Linked DNA regions of Oryctolagus cuniculus: region 2 is linked to region 1. The links are chromatin contacts, called in public Hi-C maps. All regions are on one chromosome and are shown on one strand. Each heading gives the region's core, a stretch centred on a gene start, on an enhancer-like site or on the middle of the called end of the contact. The rest is flanking DNA. Distances are from core to core; before and after follow the strand shown. Region 1 has its middle 22 kb from the start of FABP6. Region 2 holds the start of C1QTNF2 (C1q and TNF related 2).

Region 1 (6,782 bases), core at 603-3,102:
GAAGGGAGGAGTCAGCTCTGGCAGCAGCTGCCTTGCTCTGTATTGGGGTTGAGGCCCAGGCAGTGGAGGGGCCCGGATGACTCATCCCAGGCTGGAGAATTCCTAGCTCCAGACCAGCTGGGGAACCGCATGCTGAGAGAACAGACAGTGCCTGCTGTCCCCCATGGCAGAATCTCTGCTGGTCCTCCTGATCACACTGCTGGAGACGCCAGGCGGCCTGACAGGGGGTGGGGAACGGCTCAGGCCACTGGAGGAAGGTCTCACTCCACGGTGGGACCTGAAGAAGGGAGATTTGCCATCTGGCCTTCTCTGGGTTGAGAAAATCGCAACGACAGTCCCTGTTTGCCCAAAGCTGAGTTCAGGCACTCTTGGATTACGATGAATCCCCAGAGGACCCAAAAGGAAACCTGGTAGGGCTCTGGGGACAGAGGCTGTGGGTTGGGAGAGGCCCTCCTGGGGGAATGGTGTTTATATGAGTCCTACATTGTTCTCTTTTTTCTTTTTTTTAAAGATTTATTTCAAAGGTGGAGTTATTGAGACAGAGGAGAGACAGAGCGAAAGAGAGATCTTCCACCCACTGTTCACTCCCCAGATAGCCACCAAGAGCTAGGAACTTCTTCCAGGTCTCTCAAGTGAGTGGCAGGGGCCCAAGCACTTGGGCTGTCTTCTGCTGCTTTCTCAGGAGGATTAGCAACCTCTGAATCTGAAGTGGAGCAGCCAGACCTCGAATCGGTGCTCATATGGGGATGCTGGCGCTGCAGGTAGCTGCTTAACCCAATGTGCCACAACACCAGCCCGCTGTTTTATTGTTAGTGAGGAGTTGATAGCTTCATTAAAAAGTTATTTCAGGGGGGTAGAGAAGAAAGACACAGCTCTCCCACTCACTGGAAAAACACAATCCAGGTCTCCCACATGGGTCTCAGGAGCCCTGTTACCTGAGTCATCCTGTGTTGCCTTCCAGGGTCTGCACCAGCAGGAAGTTGGAGTCAGCAGCACAGTCGGGTCTGACAAAGGCACTCCAAGGTGGGATGTGGGCATCTTGATTTCTCAAATGCCCGCCCCCCGCAGCCTCATTTTTGAGTCACCACTGAGTTTCAAGGTGTGGAGGGAGTAAAGAAATTTCCTAGTCAAATTCCCTTTCCTGTTTCCCGTGTTGTCGGAGAGGGAAGGCAGCGCCTGGGCACTCTGAGTCACTCCCACATCCCCTTCCTGGGCTGGTACCTCATTACTGAGCGACAGATGTTGGTACCCAAGACAAAACCCATTTGCCACCCAGCCCTGAGGGCAGCTCTGCCTTACCCCTACCAGAACTCCCATGTGGTCCGCAGGAACCTGTGCAGCCCTCTCCAGTGGCCCTGCCAGGGGGAACAGGTGGCCATGGAGGCTCCACCCAGGCAGTTTTTGTACACACAAAGTTTTTGCTTTGTGTTTTGTACACACTGGACTTTCTGTTGCTGACAAGAGTGCCACACAGTGTGGAGAGGCTGGTTAATCCCCCAACTCCCTGCTCGGCCCCTTGCTGCTTGTGCGACTTGGGGCAGATAATACTGTCAACCTCATGGCCCCCACTCAGGGACAACACAGCCACACAGCTGCCTCCCGATAAATGGCCCTGTGAGGGTGGTGGTGGTGATGGGTGGGGGTGGGGCAGTCCCTTCCAGCTCTGAAGGCAGATCCTGGGGCAGGGTCTTCCTAGCTCAGCACGACTGACTGACACACGGGATGGATGGTTCTGCATCGTGGGGGCTGTCTTGTGCCGTGCAGCCACAGGCACGGTCTCTACCCACTCGATGCCAGCCTCACCCGCTCCCTCAGCTACAGCAACCGGATCTTGCCAAATGTCTCAAGCAGACAAAAATCAGCTCCAGTTAGCTGCAGGAAGCTAAGAGGGCGGGAGCAGCAGTGGGAGCTGGAAGGAATGTGGAAGGCAGCCTGGCCTCCCCCTCCTCTCGCAGACTCCACGGTCAGTGCCTCGGGCTCTGTCCCTGGAGAGCTCGGCTCTGCTGGAAGCTTCCTTGTGATAAGGCTGCAGCAAGTGCCTGCTGTGTGTGTGTCAGAGAAACAGAGAGAGGAGAGAGAGAGAGAGGCAGAAAGGAGGGGAGAGGGAAGGGGGGGGCGGATAGCAGATGGAGAGAGAGCTCTCGGAGCCCTGGGATCCTCTTCTTCCTCTTAGTGACCTGAGGGAGATGACCCAGCAAGCCCGCATCCAGGCTGGAAAGGGTGGGAGGTGGGAAGCAGAAGGGACCCAAGTCTGGTGCCCACCCTGGCGTGGCCACCCTCTCTGTTTCTGGAGACTGGGAGTTGCCTCCTGGCTGGTCTCCCTGCTCCCACCCTGCCTCTTCACTGCATACTACAAATGCAAATTCAACCGCCCCCTACCCCACTTCAAAGGCTTCCAATGGCTCCCCAGGACCTGGGCTTCAAATCCAAATTCTTTGCCACAACCTTCAAGTCCTCATGGTCCAGGACCCCTTCTGGCCCCCCAAATAGCAGAATTTCTCCAATTCTCACTCTCTCCCCACTAAGTCCACCCACACACTGTCCTTGCTTCAAAGACTTCCCTATGCCAAGCTCTCCCCAGCCTGGCTTTTGTGCAAGCTGAACCTTTGCCTAAAGCCCGGCTGAGCCTAGCTCAGCCGGCAGCCTGGGCAATAGGGCGTCTACACAAGCATTCCTTTATTAGACACACCTTCCCCTCCCACTGCTGGCTGAGTGGGACCTCCCCAAACACCCCACTGCTCAGGCCTGCATGTACTGACTACCCCAGAGGTCTTTGTGGCTTGTGTGCACTGCCTGGAATCTGAACTCCTGAAGGTCATGGCCCCTGCCTGTCCTTTCTGTGTTGCCAGGGCCAGGTTTGGCACATGGTGGGGCTCCGTGAGCACTGACTGAGCAGACAGATGAGTACATGATGCAGTGGTCTCCATCTCATGGCACACCTCGTCCCCGGCGGCTGCCAGGGGCTGGCCCAGCCCAGAGACGAAGAAGACAGTAAAGGTGAGGCAGTGGTAGGGCAGCAGGTCGCCCCGGGAAGCTGGAAAGATGTGCAAGGGCAGAGTGGAAAGGCTACTTGGGGAACCGCTTATTCCTTTTGCTGCGATGCTAATGACAGATTTGTCATGGCTTCAAAGGTCCTTTTCGTCTTTGTGACTCTCAGTGAGAGTCTCATGGTTACTAAGCCGGCTTTCCACAGAGGAAGTCCCATTTGTGGAGATGGTGCAAGGTCAGCTGATCCCAAGAGATGAAGGCAGTCGGGGGACAGCCTATTGTCCCCTGGGCCCAGCCCCTCCCATGCCTCCCCAGGCCAGGCTTGCAGAGTTAGCCGCCAGAGGGCGCTCCAGGTCACAGCCAGTCAGCTCCAAGGCAGCCAGAGGATCTTTGCTTCCAAGGGCTTCCTCGCTCTTCCACCCTCCCTACCAGCATCTCCCTCTCCTATCTCACCTTCAGCCCCTTCTTTCATCTCCATCAGCAGATACTCATGGGGCCCATCCTGTGATCAGCTCTAGTGTCAGGCAAGGACACAGACAGGGACACAGATATATCCAGGGAGCTCATTGCTAACCGGAGTCCTCACACTACCTAGGAGTCATGGATGCCCAGGAGAGACCAATCTTCCTGTAAGAAGTTGATCTTCTCGGACGGGGCTCCACAACCTCCCCACTCCACCCCCAGCCAGCAACACTCTGATTGTGCCACTCACTGGGCAGTCACATGGATGCACTTTGCGAAATGGAAAAGCCTTAGAGCCTGCCTGCCTGCCTTATCTCAAGGCAGTGGGACACAGCGTGAAGCCTGGGTTCAAATCCTGACTCTGCTACTTACTGGCTAGACAACCTGGGAAGTCTCCCCAGCTTGTGGGGGCTCAGGCTGCAGAAGTCCCCACCTCTTAGGGTGGTAAATGGTCATGCATGTGACTACTCATCCCTATTTCTGGGGTTAGCCTGATCATTAGGAGAGTGGACTGCCAAGGCCACCTGTCATGCAGAGGTGACAGAGCTGGGTCCCATGTCTTCCTACTGTGGTAGATGGAGGCCACAGGGATCAGTGGCTGTCACATCTGCTTGGGTCTTTATCTGTGTCACCACTGAAGTCACAGGACTGTCCCTAGGCACCTTGTCTGTGTTTTCTGCTGTGGATTTCTCTTGGGAGGGATCTCTCCTCTTTCTTCTAAACCTAGACCAGGGCTGGGGAGGTAGCCTTAGACACTGCTGGGGAGATAGGAACTGCTCTAGTCCTCATGAGGCACTCTGCCAGGGTCTAGTATAACCTCCCTGACTTGGCCATTCTACTTCAGGGGGGTTATTTATTTATTTATTTGAGCAGGAGAAAGAGAGACGGAGACTTCCCAAATGCCTGCAATGGCCAAGCTGGGAGCTGTAAACTCCCTCCAGGTCTCCCACATAGGTGGCAGAGACTCAAGTACTTGAACCCTCATCCGCTGCCTCCTGGAGTTGGCATTAGCAGGGAGCTGGAATGGGGAGTCCTGCCTCAGGACTCAAACATAGGCTCTCTGATATGGGACGCTGGTGTCACATCATAAGCAACATCTTAACCACAAGGCCAAATGTTGGTCTTGTCACCTTAGTTACGTGAAATAAAATAGTGCACAATATTTTCCACTCTAGTTGTGTTTGTCTTAATAAAAAAATGGAAATAACTTAGACATTTGGTAGGTGAGTGGTTAAATACATAAATACATTTGGTGGATCATAGAATGAAATGCTAGGCATTTGCAAAAGAAAGAAAAAAAAAGACCTCAGCTTCAGTCACTTGGACTCCTGCCTCCCATATCAGTGTCTGATTTTAGTCCTGGCTCTTCTGCTTCCTCTCCAGCTTCCACGGGAGGCAGCAGGTAATTAACTGCCACCATGTGGGACACTTGGGTAGAGTTCCCAGCTCTTGGCTTTGGCCTGGCCCAGCCCTGCCTTTTTTTTTTTTTTTTTTTTTTTAAGATTTATTTATTCAAAAGGCAGAGTTATGGCGAGAGGGAGAGGGAGGGAGGAAGGAGGGTGGAAGAGAGGGAGAGAGAGCTCCTCTATCCTTTGGTTCAGTCCCCAAATGGCTGCAATGGCCGGCCAGCCCTGCTTGTTGTGGGCATTTAGAGAGTGAACTGGTAGACTGAAGATCTCTGTTTGTATGTCTGTCTGTCTCTCTCTCATTTTCTTTGTCTCTCTGCCTTTCAAATAAAATGAAAAAACAAAAACACAAGGACCTCTTTAGTAATACATAGAGCATCCTCCAAACTAAATTAAAATGTGATAAAGAGGGAGATATACCTGTCAAAGCAAGCATAGGAATTCTACATCTCTGAAGGGTATATAAGAAGCTAGAAGTTTTGTTTGCCTGGAATTGGGTGGCAGAGGACTGGGAGGAAGGGGAGATTATTTTCTGTAGCCCCCTTTGTTACCCTTAAATTTAGAAATGTGTATTACATACTTGAAAAATTAATCCAAAGCATTTTTAAAAGATTTTATTTATTTATTTGTTTGAAAGAGTTACACAGAGAGAGGAGAGGCAGAGAGAGAGAAAGAGAGAGGTTTTCCATCTGCTGGTTCACTCCCCAACTGGCTGCAATGGCCAGAGCTGCGTCGATCCGAAGCCAGGAGCTAGGAGCTTCTTCCGGGTCTCCCATGTGGGTGCAGGGGCCCAAGGACTTGGGCCATCCTCCACTGCCTTCCCAGACCATAGCAGAGAGCTAGATCGGAAGTGGGGCAGCCAGGTCTTGAACTGGCACCCATATGGGATGCCAGCACTTCAGGCCAGGGCATTAACCCGCTGCGCCACAGCACCGACCCCAATCCAAAGCATTTTAAGTTAAAAAAAAAAAAAAAAAAAAGATAGCCAAAGGCAGTAAAATAAAATCTGAGAAGGGGAAGACCCAGCTGGGATTTCTTCCCTCCTCCCCACCTCTCCTCCTCTCTTCTTTCCTCCTCTTTCTCTCTCCTTTCTCCCTTTCTCCAGGGAGCCACTTCTGCCATTTCCAGCCCATGCCGAGCATTCTCTGAACTTGTTCATTCATTCACTCACTCACTCATTCATTCACTCCTCCTCTTCTATCAGTTCCCCTAATGTGCTGTGAGACAGAAGCAGGGAGTTAGGCAGATCCATTTCCTGTTTTCAGGGAAGATAGATATTGAAAAGACACAATAACTCCTGAATTACGCCATTATCACTGGGATAAGTGTCATTATCTTAGTCTGGTTTGCACTGCTGGAACGGAATAGCAAAGACTGAGTAATTTCTAATGAACGGAAACATACTTGGCTCCTGCCCTGGGGCTGGGAAGTCCAAGCTCAAGAGCCCATGTCGGGGAGAGCCTTCCAGCTGCATCCACCCGGCAGAAGGTGTCCCAGGAGTGAGCGGGAGGGAAGAGGGGGGAATTATCCTTTTCCATTCCTGCAATAATAAGCCCACTCCCATGCTAACCATATTACACCCTTAAGGGACAGGCAACACTGCTACACTGGGAATAGGGACTGTACAGGCCATGGCAGCCATGCAGAAGTGACACAGCAGTACCGACCTGGCCTCCAGGGCCTGAGAGGATTCTCTGAGGAAGAGGCTTTCTACTGTTCCATGTAATTCCTTTGGGAAAGTCAATGTTTATTTGATGTATTTTCATCTACTTGGAAGGCAGAGCAACAGATTGAGCAAGAGTGAGAGACAGACAGAGATATCATCATCTACTGGTTCATTCCCCAGTGCCTGCAACAGCTAAGGTTTGGTCAGGCAAAAGCCAGGAGTCCAGAACTTCATCAGGGTCTCCCATGTTAGTGGCAGGA
Region 2 (6,329 bases), core at 283-2,782, 200 kb after region 1:
TATAATCCACAGGTCTCAGAAACACACCTTAGAGGGGCTGGCGCTGTGGTGTAGAGGGCAAAGCCGCCGCCTGCAGTGCCGGCATCCCATATGGGTGCCGGTTCAAGTCCTGGCTGCTCCACTCTCTGCTATGTCCTGGGAAAGCAGTGGAAGATGACCCAAGTGCTTGGACCCCTGCACCCACGTGGGAGACCTGGAAGAAGCTCCTGGCTCCTGGCTTCGGATCAGCACAGCTCCGGCCGTTGTGGCCCACTGGGGAGTGAACCAGCAGATAGAAGACCTCTCTGTCTCTGTCTCTCTCTCTCTCTCTCTCATTCTCTCTGCCTCTCTGTAACTCTGCTTTCAAATAAATAAATAAATCCTTAAAAAAAAAAACTTGTTAAAAAAAAAAAAAGAAACACACCTTAGAAAACAATTCTAAGACAAATAAGTGATCCCCAAAGTTTTCAAAGTTCTATGCCATACGTGGCTGAAGTAATTTAACAGGGGCAAATTTAAATCCAAATGTCCCATTGAAATAAAAAGTTCATAGTAAGTTAAATCAAGCACATCTACTTAAAGTTCTAGATTTCTAGTGGATCTGTCAAAACCTACTTGTGAAATGCACTGTTGTGTAACTAATAAGCTGTTGTTACAAACCAGTTAAAAATTGGAGGATGTCTGCTAATCAAAAAAGATCTGAAGTTTAAAGAGTTGATCTTAAGTCTTTTTTCTCCAAGTAATGAGATGGTTGGTTACTTGTTTAGAACCATTTATGATTAATGGCAATAAAATTGTGATATCAGCATAAAAATGCTGATATTATGTATACTTACAAGGTACATTTGAGACAGAGGGATGAAGGAAAAAGCTTTGCTTTAGTTTCATTGGAAATGACCACAGAATCTTTTAAGAGTTCATTCTTAACTACCATATGCTTACCGCCCAGCAGGCTTTCCCGTGTTACAGAACCTCGCAAGTTTCACTGGCTCTTTTGTGGTATCTAGGAATTACAGTATCCTAAAAAATATAAACAGTAAAAAAGGGTCATTATAATAAGGAACTATTGTTAAACAGGAGTGCTATAGGTTTTATAGTTGCATTAAAGTCCTGTTTTGTCAGAGACAATTATTTACAAGTGAAATGATATCTGTGATTTCCACTGAAATGGTGTACTTTAGCTCACACACACAGTAGCCAGGTGGAGGAAAGTGAACTGGACTTGAGTTGGTTCATTTTTGAGGCTGGATGACAGGTATACACTATGAAGCTATTCTCAAGTACAGTTGGAAGTTTTCCGTTAAGAAAAAGTAAATAAAAAGCATTATTATAAGATACAAATTCACTTGGAGACAAGATGGGAAATGAAATGTTTTTGCAAGTTTACGAGGGGCAGATACGAAAGAGTACCCAAACTGACAAGTCAAAGTGAATACTGACTGATTTATGGAATGCTTAAATATATGTAAAAGAAAGCTCCAACCACACACAACTAAACTTACATCCAGACACTGCCCGGGTAAGCTCCGGAAGGCACGGGTGTTTGGGGACGCGGAGGCTGCGACCTTACAGCTACAAGCAACAGCCGGGCGAGAGGGGGCGAGGAGTGGTCGGTGGGCAGGGGCTCCGGGGGCGCTCCGCCTGCGGTCTCGGCTTGGACCCTTCCAACCTTCAGTTCTTCAAGCGGGGATGGGAACACTACCTACCTCATCGGGGTGCTGGGCAGTGTATGAGAACGCATGCCACGAACACGCAGCTCTGAACTGCTAGGACCTGATGCTGTTAAGAACGGAGAGCTTTAGAGGCAGCCAGTGCGAGCTGAGGGCGCCGGCGCCGAGCCAGGACTCTGCTGTCTCCACCCGCTCCTCTCCGAGCCTGGGCCGCAGGCCAGAGGATGCTCCGGCTTCTCTAAGCGCCCGTTTCAGGCTCCGGTTCCGCTCTCCGCTCGGGTAGGGTCCCCGGCCTGTGGCGGTGGAACCAGCCTAGGCGCGGTTCCTCAGGTCAGACCCCCCGGAGCAGGAATTTGAGTAGCGTGAAGAAACAAAACCATCCACAGCGACCTCCGCCCCCGGGGCCAGGATTCCATCCGGGTTCCGTGCTTAGCTTCCCGCCCGCACACTGGGTGCAGCGTCTCACCGTACGCAGGCGCAGTATCCGAGGGCTGAGGGAAACACTGCCTTGGTAGGGAGCATGCGCGGTGCTGAGCCTCATTTTTTTTTTTTTTATATTGTATACATGGAGCTGGAAATTTTGTTTATTGTGTCTGCCAGAAAGGATGAACTGTGGAGTCTCAGGAGGAGAAAACACTGCGAAGTCCACACAGCATTACTTTTTTTTTTTTTTTTTAAGATTTATTTATTTGAATGAGTTACACAGAAAGAGGAGAGGTAGAGAGAGAGGTCTTCCATCTTATGGTTCACTCCCCAGAAGGCCACAACGGCCTGAACTGCGCCGATCCGAAACCAGGAGCCAAGAGCTTCTTTCAGGTCTCCCACGCGGGTGTAAGGGCCCAAGGACTTGGGCCATCTTCTACTGCTTTCCCAGGACATAGCAGAGAGCTGGATCAGAAGTGGAACAGCCGGGTCTTGAACCGGCGCCCATGTGGGATGCCAGCGCTTCAGGTCAGGGCTTCAACCCACTGCGCCACAGCGCCGGTCTCACACAGTATTACTTTTTAACTTTCGGATCACTGGAAATAAAACCGTACACTGTGATGATAAACCTCCAGTCCACGTGAAATCAGTGAGGAAAAAGGGAAGCTCCTTGTACTCTGGAATCAAACATTCTGGCAAGTGGGGCATGGTTTAAAATCCACTGCGATCCAGTGGAAGATGGGCTTCTCCAGCGTGTCCGGTTCCCCATTTAGGCCAGTTCTGCTGTCTATCAATTACTGCATGCAGATGAATTTTCTAAGAATCTTCATTCCATCTTAGGGTAAGATTGTAAATTTTTTTTTCTATATATTTTTAAAGATTTATTTATTTGAAGGGCAGAGTTATAGAGAGGCAGAGAGAGAAGTCTTTCATCTGCTGGTTTACCCTCCAAAGCTGAGCCCATCTGGAGCCAGGAGCCTGGAGCTTCTGCCAGGTCCCCCACGCAGGTGCAGGGGCCCAAGCACCTGGACAATCTTCCACCGCTTTTTCCAGGCCACAGATGAGAGCTGGATCAGAAGCAGCACAGCCGGTGCCTATATGGGATGCTGCATTGCAGGCCAGGGCTTTTACCCACTGCGCCACAGTGCTGGCCCCCTAAATTTTCTTTAAAATTCATTTTAGCAGCAGGATTTAAAATAAACCCATATTAGAAAGGCTTTGCAGAAAAACCTCAAAGTATAGACTAGAAAACACGGTGTTAAAGAAAAAAACCCAATATAACCCTGCTATTTTGAGGTGTTCCCTAATTCTTTTAAAATTAATGCTTGGGGCCTGTGCTGTGGCGCAGCGGGTAAAGCTACTGCCTGCAGTGCCGGAATCCCATATGGGCTGCTCTACTTCCAATCTAGCTCTCTGCTTTGGCTTGTGAAAGCAGTAAAAGATGGTTCAAATCCTTGGGCCCTTGCACTCGTATGGGAGATCCAGAAGCAGCTCCTGGCTCCTGGCTTAGGATCAGCCCAGCTCTGGCTGTTGCAGCCAACTGGGGCGTGAACCAGCAGATAAGACTTCTCTCTCTCTGCATCTCCTTCTATGTAACTCTTTTAAATAAATAAATAAGTAAATCTTTTTTAAAAAAATTAATGTTTATTCACTGTTGGTTTTTTTTTTTTCAAATATTTAAGAGAGACAGATTTCTCCCATCTGCTAGCTCACTGCCAGCAATAGCTCTGAGACAGGAAGAAGCTGGGATAGTCTTCTTTAACTTTTATGTATTTGTTTTTCATTTTATTTGAAAGGCACAGACAGCAGGGACAGGGACAGATCTTCCATCTGCTAGCTCACTCCCCAGATGTCTGCAATAGCCAGGGCTGGGCCAGGAGCCTGAAACTCAGTCTGGATCTTCATGTGGGTGGCAGGGACTCAAGTACCAGCTTTGATCTGTTGATTCCCAGAATGCACATTAGCAGGGAGCTGGAATCAGAAGCAAGCCAGGACATGAATCCAGGCACTCCAATAGGGAGGTGAGCATCCCAAGCAGTACCTTAACCGCTGTGCCAAACACCTGTGTCAGTCAGTCTGCTTTGAGGAATTCCACAAAGCTGGTACATGTGAGGGGGAGCGTCTGTAAAGAAAGCAAGGAATGTCTGTAAAGAAAGCAAGGAATGTGTGACTTGTGCCTTATTTTTAGGTATTGAGGAAGAACCCAGTAAACACTGAAGGCCTGCTTCAGGTTTCTGCTGGAAGAAACTGCAACAGACCAGCCTTCCTGGTCCAGAAACCAGGACCTTAAAACACAGAGAAAGAGGTAGGTTTTATAAGCAGACACCTGGCTTCACATTTTGCATCCACACTTAACTTATGAACAGGGCAAGCTACTTAGGGTCATTAAGTTTTTGTGTGTATTGTAACACATGGATATTTTCATATGCATCACCCATTACTTATTCCATAAAGTTCTTCTGGGGACTGAGATAACATATGAAAATTGTAACAGTTCTAGCACTCAAAAGGCAGATATTTTGGGATAAGAAAATCAAAACTCACATCTGAGTAATGTTCTAGGCATTACCTGTTTTCCAAAATGAAACTGAATTAAGAAATGATTTTGGGTATTATAGAATTCTCCCTAAAATGAGAGTAAATTAGGCTTCACCAGAGGAACAGAGGCCCAAAGGGTAGACAACATGTCAAGTGAGTTTAAAGAGGCTGTGATTTTCCTAATAAAAACTCACAGAAGCTACCTTAGGCCCCCGCTGGTTAACCCACCTCCTAGCAAATATTTGAAATAATGCTACGAGCCACTCACAGTTAAATATCCTTAATTATATATCTTTAGTAGATACCAATGTCAGACTTTATTTGAACCATCCTGTGTTAAATAGTAGCAATAGGAAATTTTTTGACATTCTTAAATGAAATTTGCATTGCTATTTTAATTTCATACCAGTCTTAATAAGACAGCATGTTTATCCATAATGCTTGATAATTTGACTCCCTTACTCTCCTACCACCACTATTTCTGAGATGCTGACAATGCAGTATCCTACAACTGATTTTTGGTAACTTAGAAGACAATAAAGTTAAGGTACTCATGTGAGGTTTTTTTTGCAGTATCCTACAACTGATTTTTGGTAACTTAGAAGACAATAAAGTTAAGGTACTCATGTGAGGGTTTTTTTTAACAGGCTGTTTTCACTGACCCCACTTTATCACTATTATCTTCACAATGTTCACAGAAGCTGCTTCAGGATCATGGTAGTTACTAATAACCCTGGAAGCCATCCTTGTAATTCTTTGGAGAAACCTTCAACTTCAGGTTTTGCTCTCAATAAATTTTACAAAGTGATACCTGCTGGCTGGGAAGATTAGGTAGTGTACCTATTAGGTATTAGGTATAAGGTATATTATTAGACATCAGGTGGTCTACAATCTTTTAAAATCTAATATTCATGATTGTTACAGAAAGGCAATCACAAAACAACAAATTGTATCCCAAACCATGTCCTACAGAAGTATGATTAAGAATGGATTTCTCAGTTTGTGTCCCAGCTGCTCCACTTCTGATCCAGATCCCTGCTAACCCACCTGGGAAAGCAGTGGAAGGTGGCCCAAGTGCTTGGGCCCCTAGACCCACATGGGAGGCAGGAAGAAGCTCCTGGCTTCAGATCGGCTCAGCTCCTGCTGATGTGGCCATTTGGGAAGTAAACAAGCGATGGAAGATTCTCTCTCTCTCTCTGTGACTCTGCCTTTCAAATAAATAAATGTCTTAAAAAGAAAGAAAGGAAGGATTTCTGTATCTAAAATCTCATGTCCAGAATGATTAAACAACTATTACTGACTGGTCAATACTGACTGAAGGATGAGGAAAAAGCACTGTTTTTCCATTAAAACCACCACAAATTTAGTTCTGGTTATACAAGGCAATGCATTAAAAATCAAAATGTAATAACCAAATGAAAAATAGATTTATTACTTCACAGATTGACATAGGAGGTAAGGTTATTTATATTTTCTATGGATTTCCTTTCAGTTCTTGAAGACCAGTGTTGAATAACTTTTTTAGCTTCAGACAAGGAAAACCTTAGAAGGCAGAAACAAATGATCATTTAATAACCACAATTATAGGTACTAATAGTTTAAAAGAATGTAGCCATGGCTTACAGAAAGAGAAACTAATCTACCTTCAAAATATGTAGTAGTGCACATAAACTGAGGAAATTTTAGGCTCAAATGTTGACAAGGAGACACTGTTGATAG

The links. Hi-C and Micro-C count contacts between places; a contact is called where the count stands out from the background.
Region 2: a Hi-C map of skin fibroblasts shows a contact between it and region 1, with 3 times the contacts expected there. The contact joins the promoter of C1QTNF2 here to the enhancer-like site in region 1. A contact is called at or near these places in 2 of 6 Hi-C or Micro-C datasets (skin fibroblasts and an unstated tissue).

What each region holds. Positions count from the first base shown.
Region 1 is chr6:47,112,724-47,119,505 of mOryCun1.1, forward strand. No RefSeq gene overlaps it. Among named protein-coding and RNA genes, the nearest start is that of FABP6, 22 kb to the right of the region's middle. Within about 2 kb of position 1,853, at least 3 of the 8 cell types and tissues checked have an H3K27ac peak or open chromatin away from gene starts, as enhancers often do.
Region 2 is chr6:47,313,826-47,320,154 of mOryCun1.1, forward strand. C1QTNF2 (C1q and TNF related 2) reads right to left here and starts at 1,533. Exons shown (of 4, transcript XM_051843572.2): 1 at 1,482-1,533; 2 at 922-999. It overlaps FAM200C (family with sequence similarity 200 member C), which reads right to left and starts at 1,543. Exons shown (of 3, transcript XM_008255346.4): 1 at 1,482-1,543; 2 at 922-999. SLU7 (SLU7 homolog, splicing factor) reads right to left here. Exons shown (of 16, transcript XM_008255350.4): 16 at 6,016-6,329. It overlaps LOC138850206 (a long non-coding RNA gene), which reads left to right and starts at 2,927. Exons shown (of 2, transcript XR_011389885.1): 1 at 2,927-5,157; 2 at 5,230-6,329.